Regions from separate parts of the Callithrix jacchus genome. Here region 2 is linked to region 1. A link is a contact called in public Hi-C data. All regions are on one chromosome and are shown on one strand. Each heading gives the region's core, a stretch centred on a gene start, on an enhancer-like site or on the middle of the called end of the contact. The rest is flanking DNA. Distances are from core to core; before and after follow the strand shown. Region 1 overlaps LOC118150509 (a long non-coding RNA gene). Region 2 holds the start of CECR2 (CECR2 histone acetyl-lysine reader).

Region 1 (5,609 bases), core at 2,144-4,643:
AGCCAGCCCTGTCCTCACTCAAGGATGGCAGGGGATCAAAGAATTTCTTTAAAGCCCCAGGTGGGGCTGGGCGCAGTGGGTCACGCCTGTAATCCCAGCACTTTGGGAGCCGAGGCGGGCAGATCACTTGAGGTCAGGAGTTCGAGACCAGCCTGATCAACATGGAGAATCCCTGTCTCTACTCAAACTACAAACTTATTCGAGCGTGGTGGCACATGTCTGTAATTCCAGCTATTCTGGAGGCTGAGGCAGGAGAATCCCTTGAACCTGGGAGGCGGAGGTTGATGTTAGCCGAGATTGCACCACTGCATTCCAGCCTGAGCAGTAAGAGCAAAACTGCATCTCAAAAAAAAAAAAAAAAAAGCCCCAGCTGGATGTAAATGTCTTCTTATCCATCTTCCATGACTTGCACCAGAGCTCTCAGGCAGCAGCAAGCCCTCTCTCCGCTCCTAGTTTATCACCATTTGGTTCCTGGAACGGGGAAAAGCCTTGCCCACCGGGAGTCAGCAACCACAGGCTGTGCCCGGGTGGAAGAAGACAGCCTCTAGGGTCCTGTGTAACTCTGCAGGTAACTCAGTGCCTCACCAAATCCCTGAAGACCCCCTTTAGGTCCCAGCGCACTAACTTACGTTTAACAGTTGGTAGACGGACTTTAGGAGAATGGACTTGCGTAGCAAGTTGCCGTGGCTGCAGGGATGTCCAGCACAGGCAGATGCAGACAGCCTCTGGCCTGAACGTGCTGTGATCTCCGATTTGGCAAAATGAACCAGCAACAGTCTTGCCCATGGCCAGTTCTTCTTTCTTGCTTTTATTCCTCGTGGCCTAGTCCTCTCGAACTAAATGTCCATGGAGCATTCATCTGATCTTTTTGAAATAATTTCAAAACAAGTTGCAAGAATAGTACAGAAAATTGTTAACAGGCCAGGCACAGGGGCTCACGCCTGTAATCCCAGCACGTTGGGAGGCTGAGATGAGCGGATTGCCTGAGCCCATGAGTTCGAGACCAGCTTGGGCAACATGGCGAGACCTCATCTCTACTAAAAATACACAAATTAGCTGGGTATGGTGGGCGTGCCTGTGATCTCAGCTATTCAGAAGGCTGAAGTGGGAGGATCGCTTGAGCCCAGGAAGTGGAGGTTGCAGTAAGCTGAGATCGCACCACAAAAACAACACCACCACAAACCTCGAACATTCTCTTTGCCCTGGGTCCCCCAGTTGGGATGGGATCTTGCTATCCTGCCCAGCCTATCTCAAAGACCTGACCTCAACTCATCCTCCTGCCTCAGTTTCCCAAAGTGCTGGGATTACAGGCATGAGCCATGCAACCAGCTTGCAGGAATTTTTATGCCACAAAAGTCAGCAGATGTTAGAAATCCAGGCCCCACCAGCCAGCTGTTGCACATTAACATATGATGTTAATTTGTCTCAGTAGATGATACTGACTTTGATCAGTTTCAGTTGATTGCTGCCAGAATTTGCCACGGAAGTCACCGTTTTTCCCTTGGTAATTAACAAATATCTGGAGAGGAGCCACTGCATGTAACAGTCTTCACTCCTCCTTAAAACTTTACCTGCACCCGCGGAGCACTTCTGTCTGAATCTGTTACTCTCATGGTTGCTGTTCTGTTTACTGCCATGTAGCAAACATCCCAAAACGTAGTGGCTTAAAACAAAAACAAAAATGTGTGATCCCCCGCCCTCCCCGCCCAGTCTGTGGGTCACGGGTCTGGGCAGTTCCGCTTGGGGTCTCCTGAGGTCCTTGTCACAATAGAGGCAGAGCTGGAGCTGGTGGGCCCCCAGGGGGCGCGCTCAACACAGCCCCAGGGCTCAGCTGGTGCTTTCCTTATGGCTAGTCAGGCCCTTCCCAGCCTCTCAGGTAGTTGGGACCACGGGGCACACCACCACGCCCGGCTGTTTATTTATTTATATTATTATTTTTATTTTATTTATTTTTTATCTTATTATTATTTTTTTTTGAGACGGAGTTTCGCTCTTGTTACCCAAGCTGGAGTGCAGTGGCGCGATCTCGGCTCACCGCAACCTCCACCTCCTGGGTTCAGGCAGTTCTCCTGCCTCAGCCTCCCGAGTAGCTGGGATTACAGGCACACGCCACCATGCCCAGCTAATTTTTTGTATTTTTAGTAGAGACGGGGTTTCACCATGTTGACCAGGATGGTCTCGATCTCTTGACCTCGTGATCCACCCGCCTCGGCCTCCCAAAGTGCCAGGATTACAGGCTTGAGCCACCGCGCCCGGCCTATTTATTTATTTAATAGAGATGGGAGTCTCTTTGCTGCGCCGGCTGGTATTGAACTCCCGGCCTCAAGGGATTCTCCTGCCTGGGCCTCCCAAGGCGCTGGATTACAGGCCTGAGCCACCTCTTCAGGCCAGTATGTTACTTAAAATAGCATTCTAAAAATAGTTTACCCTCCTCAGTGCTTCCCTGCGTGGAAAGGGTGTAAAAATAACATCTGCGGGCTGGAAATGCTGCTGGAGCCAGGTGGGTGCAGAGGTGTGATTTGGGTTTGGCTGTGCTCGGAAAACACCAGGGCAGAGCTGCTGGTTTTTAATTTGTCCAGGCTTTTTAGGCAATGGCCTGTTCCTCTGGCACCTTCCGCTGGGTGGGACCCAGCCTTCCAAAAGACCTTTTCTGAGCAGCGGAGCAGAGACCTTCCGTGAGGGCCCCAGTTCAGCCAGGCCTCCCTGAGGCTAAGCCAGCCCCGGGTGGGGACGCCGGGAGGGACTAGAGTGTCTTAGATTCAAGGAACCTCAGAGCTGGGAGAGGCCTAAAGACCATCTTATCGGCCGGGTGTGGTGACTCAAAGTGCCTGTAATCCTAGCACTATGGGAGGCCGAGGTGGGTGGATCACCTGAGGTCAGGAGTTCAAAACCAGCCTGGCCATCATGGTGAAACCCCATCTTTAAAAAAAAAAAAAAAAAAAAAAAAAAAAAAAAAAAAACCATCTTATCTACCGGCTTGGCTTGTGTTTCAAATGACTGATTAAGGCCCGGAGAGGGTCAGTAACTCTCCCAGGTCGCACAGTGGGTGACAACAGGTATCAGTGCTGGTCCTGGGACACAGAGCTGTTTTCTTCGCTTGTCTGGGGTGGGTTTCGGGGCGCCCCCCAGTGAGCTCCCGGCCCGGGCAGTCCTGGCTGAGTTGGTTCGGGTGGCCTCCGCCCCTGATCTTCCGGGGTGCAGAGCCAGAGCGCAGCGGTCTCTGGGGCACCGCCTCGGGCCGGGCCGATCCTCCCGAGCCCTGCTCTCCCCGGCCGGGGGCAGCCCGGAAACAGCCTCAGTTTCCTGTCCCCTCCTTCCCCAGGAGGAAAGATGTAGGCGCCCAGGCCCCACCGGGGGCTCCCTTTGTCCCGGCGCGCCCGGCAGTCGGCTGCGGCCCCCCAGCCCGGTGGGTGCGGTGGCGGCGGGGAAGTGGCAGAACGCCGGCCGCGATTCGCTGGGGACTCTGTCCCCAAGCTCCGCGCAGCTGTGGAGCTGCTGCCCCCTGCCGGCCGCGCCCGGTCCCACCCCCGTTTCCACCGCGACCCGGGTGCCCTCGCCGTCCTTCGCGTCACAGCGGGCAGCGCCAAGCTACAGCTTCCCATAGCGGAGCGGGGTGGGGCCGCGGGACGGCACAGAGTTCCCCGCGGCCATTCCCACAGATCATGAATGGCCTCGCCTGTCTGCACGGTCCCCTCCCGGCCTCAACCCTCTGCCAGGCAGCATGGTCCCTGGTGACCTTGGGCCATCCTGGCTTCTGAGCATTTGCAGAACAGGCCGGGTGGTGGCGGCGCCTGTAGCCAGCACTCTGGGAGGTCCAGGCGGGGCTCAAGCCCGGGAGTCTAGACCAGCCTGGGGAACAGAGCAGACTCTTGTCTCTTAAAAAAAAAAAAAAAAAAAAAAAAAAAACAAGCCGGGCGCGGTGGCTCACGCCTGTAATCCCAGCACTTTGCGAGGCCGAGGCGGGTGGATCAAGAGGTCAAGAGATCGAGACCATCCTGGCCAACATGGTGAAATCCCATCTATAATAAAAACTACAAAAAAGCTGGGTGTGGTGGTGGTGTGAGCCTGTAGTCCTGGCTACTCGGGAGGCTGAGGCAGGAGAATTGCCTGAATCCAGGAGGCGGAGGTTGCGGTGAGCCTGGAGACTGAGCAAGACTCTGTCTCAAACAGGATAGGAGAGTAATGCAATAATTAACTTTAAATTTTAATTACATTTAAAATTAAAACATGAATCTATGTAAATCACCTTTCAAAATTTCCAAAACTATGAAAAGGAACACACTGGAAAGGCTTGTGCCCACCCGTTTTCCACCCTCCGCTTTCCCGTCCTACCCATTCTCCCACCACGCTTACTTGCTTGTGTTTCTTTATGCAAAATAAACAAAAGAAAATATACACTGCTTTCCCCACTCTGATATAAAAGACAGCACAGTATCCACACTGTTCTGAGCTCTTTTTTTTTGAGACAGAGTCTTACTCTGTAGCCCAGGCTGGAGTGCAGGTGCACATCTGAACTCACTGCAGCCTCCATTTCCTGGGTTCAGGCGATTCTCCTGCCGCATCTGGACCACAGGTGCACACTATCATGGCTGGCTAATTATTGTAATATTATTATTATTAATTTTTTTTCCCAAGAGGGAGTCTTCCTCTGTTGCCCAGGCTGGAGTGCAATGGTACAATCTTGGCTCACTGCAACCTCCATCTCCTGGGTTCAAGCAATTCTCCTGTCTCAGGTTCCTGAGTAGCTGGGACTACAGGCATGAGCCACCACCCCCCACTAACTTTTGTATTTTTAGTAGAGATGGGGTTTCACTATGTTGGCCAGGCTGGTCTCGAACTCCTGACCTGAAGTGATCTGCCCATCTCGGCTTCCCAAAGTGCTAGGATTACAGATCTGAGCCACTGCACCCCACCTGGATCTTAAGTCTTGTTAAGATTTAGGATTGATTCTTTCAGCAGGACCATTTAATGGGGTGTCCCTTCCTGTTTGCATCTGGTTAGTCAGTTCTCCAGAGAGATACAATGTATAGCATGGAGACAGATACATACATAGATAGATAGGGGACAGATAGATGATATTTTTTTTGCCCATAATCAAAACTTTATTAAAATATTGACACCAAAATAGGAGATCACTGTTGTATACCTTACAAAACCAAATGTAATTACATTATCTTGGTAGATTAATTAGAATGATGGAACTTATGATAAGGCTTTCTTAACACAAATTCAGGAAGCTGTTTGGATCATTAGTGTTGCTTTCTTTTTTTTTTTTTTTGAGATGGAGTTTCGCCCATTACCCAGGCTGGAGTGCAATGGCTCGATCTCGGCTCACCGCAACCTCCACCTCCTGGGTTCAGGCAATTCTCCTGGGTTTCTCCGCGCGCCACCATGCCCAGCTAATTTTTGTATTTTTAGTAGAGACAGGATTTTGCCATGTTGGCCAGGATGGTCTCAATCTCTTGACCTCGTGATCCACCCGCCTCGGCCTCCCAAAGTGCTGGGATTACAGGCGTGAGCCACCGTGCCCAGCCTCTAGGTGTCCCTTAATCCAGTCAAGCTGACACTGAAAATTAACCTTCACACCAATGAAGTGCAGCCAGGCTAAG
Region 2 (6,135 bases), core at 943-3,442, 160 kb before region 1:
TACAACAGAGAACAAGCTATTTACAGGTTACTCTATATATGCTGCGAGTACTTAAGGCAAAATGAGCTACCTCTATTTTTCCATCAACAAAATGGGAATACATGGATTCTGAGACGTGAAGTTTCACCAACAACATTTTTAGGATGGGTCTTTAAACTCTGAACTCATAATCCCAGCATCACCTCAACTTTACTACGTTGTATGAAAGAAAACGGGCTAGGTGCAAGTCTCCCCGTACCCAAGATGGCCCTGTCACAGGCGGCACCTCCCACCACAGCCACCATTTTGACTGCAGGACATAATTAAGCTACTCACGATTTTGTACGAACTGAAAGAAAACGCAAGACATCAGAGTAATTGAGAAACATCCCTTGACCTTTAGGATTCCCAACTCTTTTTTAGCTTTCGTGGCTCTGTTTGTTCGTCAATATGACTCAAGAACATTTTCATTAATAAAATTATGTTTGCTACATTCACGTTCAAACTTTGAAAACTGCGGCGCTGCGTAAAATGTCCAAGTTATTACCTCTTCCTAAAAAGTAGAGAAGCCCACGATTTGCTCACATTGTTTCAATCAGCTTAAGGAACTCAGAATCGCCAAAAGCCAGTGAGTAGCCCTAGGTTATCTGTCCACATTCCTCTTCTTTCTCCCATCCCAAACCCTTTTGATCTTTTTATTTTCTCGATTTCATTAACTTCGGCGAGAGCAAGCTGCCGCACTTCATTCATAGGAGAAGCAACTGATATTTCAGCAAACACGACTGAATCTAAAAATAAGGGTGAGGCAAAGAGCTCAGGAATAAACGAGTTGAAATCAACCCGAAAATGGCACAAAGTAAGAGCCTGGGGCTAGGGAGGCAACAACGATCTGCTCATCCAAAAGAGTGGCTCTAATTTTGATTACTGCGTCGGCGAACCCATCGCAGCATGGAAAACAAAAATTGACCAACGCAGTTGCGATTCACCTTTGTCCAAAGGCAAAAGGTGAAAAGTCACGACTTGTATTGCCACAGGTAATTCAACCTGCCAACCAATCGACTATTTCTCAGCTCCTTCCAAACACAAAATTAGGAGAAAGGGCTGCCGCTGCGCTCAGCACGCTCCCGCCACCCGTCGCGCTCATCCAGGACCCTGGGGTTTCAGCCCAGTTATCACAAAGCCCCGGGCTGGAAAGCACCTCCGGCCTGGCCAGAAAGGCCAGCCCGCCTCTGCGCTCGCCCCGGGGCATAATGGTGGCGAGCTCAACTCCAAGGGCTCCCGAGCCCCGAGATAAAGAGGCTGAATATTCCGAGAGGAAGAGCGCTGTGGAAGAATAACGGAGTCCCAAACTTTCCCTCCGCAGCCCCGGAGCCCTGCGCCCAGGCCCGGTCCCCGCCGGCCCGAAGTTGGCCAGAGCGCCTCCCGGGAGTTTAAGGCCTCCGGGAGTCCCCGCCACGCGCCCGCCCGAGCGGGGCGAGCCCTCCCCGCCGGCCGCGGCCGCCTAGCGCCGGGTCCAAGTTAATCCCGCGCAGCACGCCCCCCCCCCACCCGGCGCCCGGCCCCGCCGGAGCAGCTGGCTCGCGCCTCAATGGCACCGGGCGGCGAGCGCGCGCAGCTCTCGCGCCCACACTAAGCCCCGCCGGAAAAGTCCCGGGAGGGCCGCGGGGTCCCGCTCCCTCTCCCACAAAAGCACTGGCCCGCCCCGCCCTCGCGCCGCCCGCTCCGCCGCCCCAGGAACCGGCGTCCCCATCCGGACGCCCGCACTCGGCACCCGGGGCACAGCTCGGCGACCCCCGCCCGCTCCCCTGCCCTTCCGCGCTCTCCTCCTGGCCCCGGACTCCCAGCCGAAGTCCCTCGGGCCCCGGCCCCTCCGCGCGAAGGCCCGGGACACCCCGCGCGGGGCAGGGGGAGCAGGGGGCGCAGCGCGCCGCCTCCCGCCCGCGCAGCCACTTACCTCGATCTCGAAGTCGGGCAGGCGGAACGCGGTGCGAAAGAGCGAGCAGAAGTGCGCGATGGCCGGGACCTCCCACCAGGAGCGGAGCTCGCCCAGTCCGGCCGCGCCGCCCTCCTCCGGGCACATCTCCTCGCCGCGGCGCTGGCGGCGGCCCCTCGCTGCCCGCGCTCGGCCCGCCGGCCTGGGACTCCCGCCGCGGCAGCGCCGCAGCCTCCGCGCGGTCCTCGGCGGGGGCGGCGGGGCGCTCCTCCCGCTGCTGCCGCCGCTCGGCGAGTGCAGGAGCCGAGGGCGGGCGCCGGGCGGGGGGCGGCGGCTCGGGGGCCCGAGCTACTGAGGCGGCTGCGGCTGCGGCTGCCCGCCGGGTCCGCGCGCTCGCCCCATCCCGCCGCTGAGGCGGCGGCCGCCCCCAGTCCCCTACAATATAATCAAGTCCCCGCCGGGGAAACAGATGGGGCTGGGGGCGGAGGGGCCGGACGCGAAGCCGGGGGGGAGGGGCCGCCCACGAGGAGGGGGCGGGGCTGCCCGCGCCACAACAACAACCCCCGCCTCCGCCCCACCCCCGCCCGGACAGCTGCACCGCCGGGGAGGGGAGGGGGAGAGGAGGGGGCTCGCGCCCCCGCGCCCAGGACCGCGGGGCCCGGGGGCGCGGGTCGCTTCCCGAAAACTCTCAAACGGCGCCCTCCGCCCGCCGGTGCTTTGGGACTGGGGAGTTGAAGCACTTTCCCGAGGGAGCACGACCTGGGGCTTTCCCACCCCCACTGGGCCTGAGTGGTCGCGTCCTTTTAAAGGGCCCGCGGGGTGGTGCTTTCGGTCGGGCTTGATCCAGAAACGTGCACGTGTGGGAGTTCAGTTATTATTGATGCTGAGGGCAGAGCCGGAGCAGGAGCCGGCTGTCCACCCTAGAAATATGAGGCCTAGAGAAGTGAAGTGCTTTCCACCTGTTCCCCAACGCTTTTATTCCAGCCGAGAACGGCGCCCAAGGAGCTCTCAAGTGGCTCTTTTCTCCGAGGGAAGAAGGCGGCGGGGCTGATTGAGCTGGAACTAAGTAGGATGGAGTCCGGAGAGCGGCGGGAAGGGTGGGGTAGGGGGAGGCACCAATCAGCGGCCAAGCGGGAAGAGCGATTCCCCCCCCCCCCCGCGCCAACCCCAGGGAATGGACACGTGTGACCGCCCCGGAGAAGACGGGCTCGGAGCCCTACCACCGCCGGGCCGCGGAAGAGCTGCCTGGAAGAGTGCGCACAATGTACCTCGCAGGCGGGGGGATGGGGCCCTGGAGACCGGGAAGCCGAGGCGTGTGCTCGGGGGAGGAGACCCGCACGCCCAGGCGGAGGGATTGAATGTGCTCCTGGAGAAGGCTGTTGAGGTGTGTGCTTTAGAAATGCTAAGGGGGCCGGGCGCGGTGGCTCACGCCTGTAATCCGAGCACTTTGGGAGGCCAAGGCTGTGTATCACCAGGTCAGGAGTTCAAGACCAGCCTGGCCAACATTGTGAAACCCCCGTCTCTACTAAAAACAAAAAAAATTATCTGGGCGTGGTGGCGGGCGCCTGTAATACCAGCTACTCGGGAGGCTGAGGCAGGAGAATCGCTTGAACTCGGGAGGCGGAGGTTGCGGTGAGCCGGAAACGCGATCACGCTATTGCACTCCAGCCTGAGCCAAAAAAAAAAAGTCACTGGGTTTCCCTGCCTTTATCTTTTGTCATCGTTGGAAGCTGAGGGGCGAATGATTTGACCACCCTTTAGTACGGTAGTGTGTTTACTGTCGTTTACAAACACCACTCCAGCCCCCATTTAAAGGCTGAGCCGTTGTCCTGCCGCCTCCCACCACGGCCAAGCCTGGAAATCAGCAAGGTTGTCCGGGAACCGCACGCGCCCCCTGGTGCTGTTTCGAGATCCGCCCTGCATCTCGGGGCTTCTCCCTTCTGCTGCCCTTTTCTTTTCTTTCTTTTTTTTTTTTTTTTTTTTTTTTTTGAGACGGAGTTTCCCTCTTATTACCCAGGCTGGAGTGCAATGGCGCGATCTCGGCTCACCGCAACCTCCGCCTCCTGGGTTCAGGCAATTCTCCTGTCTCAGCCTCTTGAGTAGCTGGGATTACAGGCACGCGCCACCGTGCCCAGCTAATTTTTTGTATTTTTTAAGTAGAGGTGGGGTTTCACCATGTTAACCAGGATGGCCTCGATCTCTTGACCTCCTGATCCACCCGCCTCGGCCTCCCAAAGTGCGGGGATTACAGGCGTGAGCCACCGCGCCTGACCCCTCTGCTGCCCTTTTCTTCCGAGGGTTCCTCCTCTGTTCTGTGGCCCAGCACGCCAACGTTAGACCCGTTTCCTCCCACCATTCTCTAACTCTGGCTGTCTCCACCGTTTTTTGCCTAGTTCCTCCACCCACCCTGCTACTCTGTCCTCAATTACCCCCTGGAAGGGATCCTGGCCCCAGGAGCTGAGGGGTCTCAAGTGCTTGGAATGAGCTGTAAATCTGAATCTTGAGTTTCCAACCAGAGCCTTCCCTGTGGAGCTCCTCTGGCCCTATCGGCGTTGATACCCTGAGTCTTTGACCCTGCTTTAAACATCTATACCACCCTTCCCCTTGGACTTACGTGCCTCGGACCTATTTTCTGCACTTATTTCCAGCCTAACCTCCTAGAATCTAGATTAGGGACCCCCTACCGTTAGGCTGGCCGCTCACTCTTCCCTTCTCCCTTTGATTCGGAGTGCTGTTGTACTTCTTAGTGTGGCCCATTCTTTCACCCTCAAAACACTAGTTGTATCATTTTCCTTAAAAACACACAGCTGGCCGGGCGCGGTGGCTCACGCCTGTAATCCCAGCACTTTAGGAGGCCGAGGTGGGCAGATCACAAGATCAAGAGATCGAGACCAGCCTGGCCAACATGGTGAAACCCTGATTCTACTAAAAATACAAAACTTAGCTGGGTGTGGTGGTGCATGCTTGTAGTCCCAGCTACTCCGGAGGCTGAGGCAGGAGAATGGCTTGAACTCGCGAGGTAGAGGTTGCAGTGAGCTGAGATCATGCCACTGCATTCCAGCCTGGCGACAGAGTGAGACTCCCTCTCAAAAAAAAGAAAAAAAAAAAAGGCCTGGCGCAGTGGCTCACGGCTATAATCCCACCACTTTGGGAGGCCGAGGCGGGTGGATCACGAGGTCAAGAGATCGAGACCATCCTGGTCAACGAGGTGAAACACTGTCTCTACTAAAAATACAAAAATTAGCTGGGTATGGTGGCGCGCACCTGTAGTCCCAGCTACTCGGGAGGCTGAGGCAGAATTGCTTGAACCCAGGAGGCGGAGGTTGCGGTGAGCCAAGATCATGCCATTACACTCCAGTCTGGGTAACAACAGCAAAACTCCGTCTCAAAAAAAAAAGAAATTACCATTTGTATGATTCACTTATCAAACACTTCCCTGAGTCATCTGTTTTTTTTTTTGAGTTGAAGTTTGTCACCCGCACTGGAGTGTAGTGGTGCGATCTCGGTTCACTGCAACCTCTGCCTCCTAGGTTCAAGCGATTCTCGTGCCTCAGCTTCCCAAGTAGCTGGAATTACAGGCACGTGCTGCTGTGTCTGGCTAATTTTTGTATTTTTAGTAGAAACGGGGTTTTACCATGTTGGCCGAGCTGGCCTTGAACTTCTGACCTCAGGTGATCCACCCGTTTTGGCCTCCCAAAGTGCTGGGATTACAGGCATGAGCCACCGTGCCCAGCCTTAAATCTTTTACTATAAGTGGAGTGGGTCTTTTCTTATGAACTAGATTAGTCTTTTAGGGGGCATCCTCCCTATTAAGCACCGAGTAAATGATTGATTTGATTGTACAGTGATAATGTAAGTGATGGCACAGAACCGTACGGAATGCAGACCTCCTTTAAACGCCTGGTTGGATCTGGCTTACCTGAATTCCTTTAGCTGGCTTTCCTCTTTCGCCCTTGTGGAACCCACTCACTCACTGCCACAGCCTTGTAGGTCATGCCTTTCTCAACGCACATGTTCAGTCTAGCTTCTCTCTGAGCCCAGGGCCATTTTGCCAAATACCACTTGGATGCTTCCCCATCATCTTAAACTCACACCTCTAATCCCAGCACTTTGGGAGGCTGAGGTGCATGGATTGCTTGAGCCCAGGAGTTTGAGACCAGCCTGGGCAACATGGGAAACCACATATCTACAACATATACAAAAATCAGTCAGGGGCAGTGGCA

Evidence for each region. A called contact is a pair of places that touch in the nucleus more often than the background predicts.
Region 2: a Hi-C map of skeletal muscle shows a contact between it and region 1, with 7 times the contacts expected there. The contact joins the promoter of CECR2 here to the enhancer-like site in region 1. A contact is called at or near these places in 2 of 3 Hi-C or Micro-C datasets (both in skeletal muscle).

The regions. Positions count from the first base shown.
Region 1 is chr1:212,325,540-212,331,148 of calJac240_pri, reverse strand. All of the region lies in intron 1 of LOC118150509 (a long non-coding RNA gene), which reads right to left. Among named protein-coding and RNA genes, the nearest start is that of HDHD5, 14 kb to the right of the region's middle. Within about 2 kb of position 3,393, at least 12 of the 16 cell types and tissues checked have an H3K27ac peak or open chromatin away from gene starts, as enhancers often do. A contact at or near this core is called in skeletal muscle, where this site is marked.
Region 2 is chr1:212,479,139-212,485,273 of calJac240_pri, reverse strand. CECR2 (CECR2 histone acetyl-lysine reader) reads right to left here and starts at 2,192. Exons shown (of 18, transcript XM_035282914.3): 1 at 1,934-2,192. The coding sequence starts at 2,059.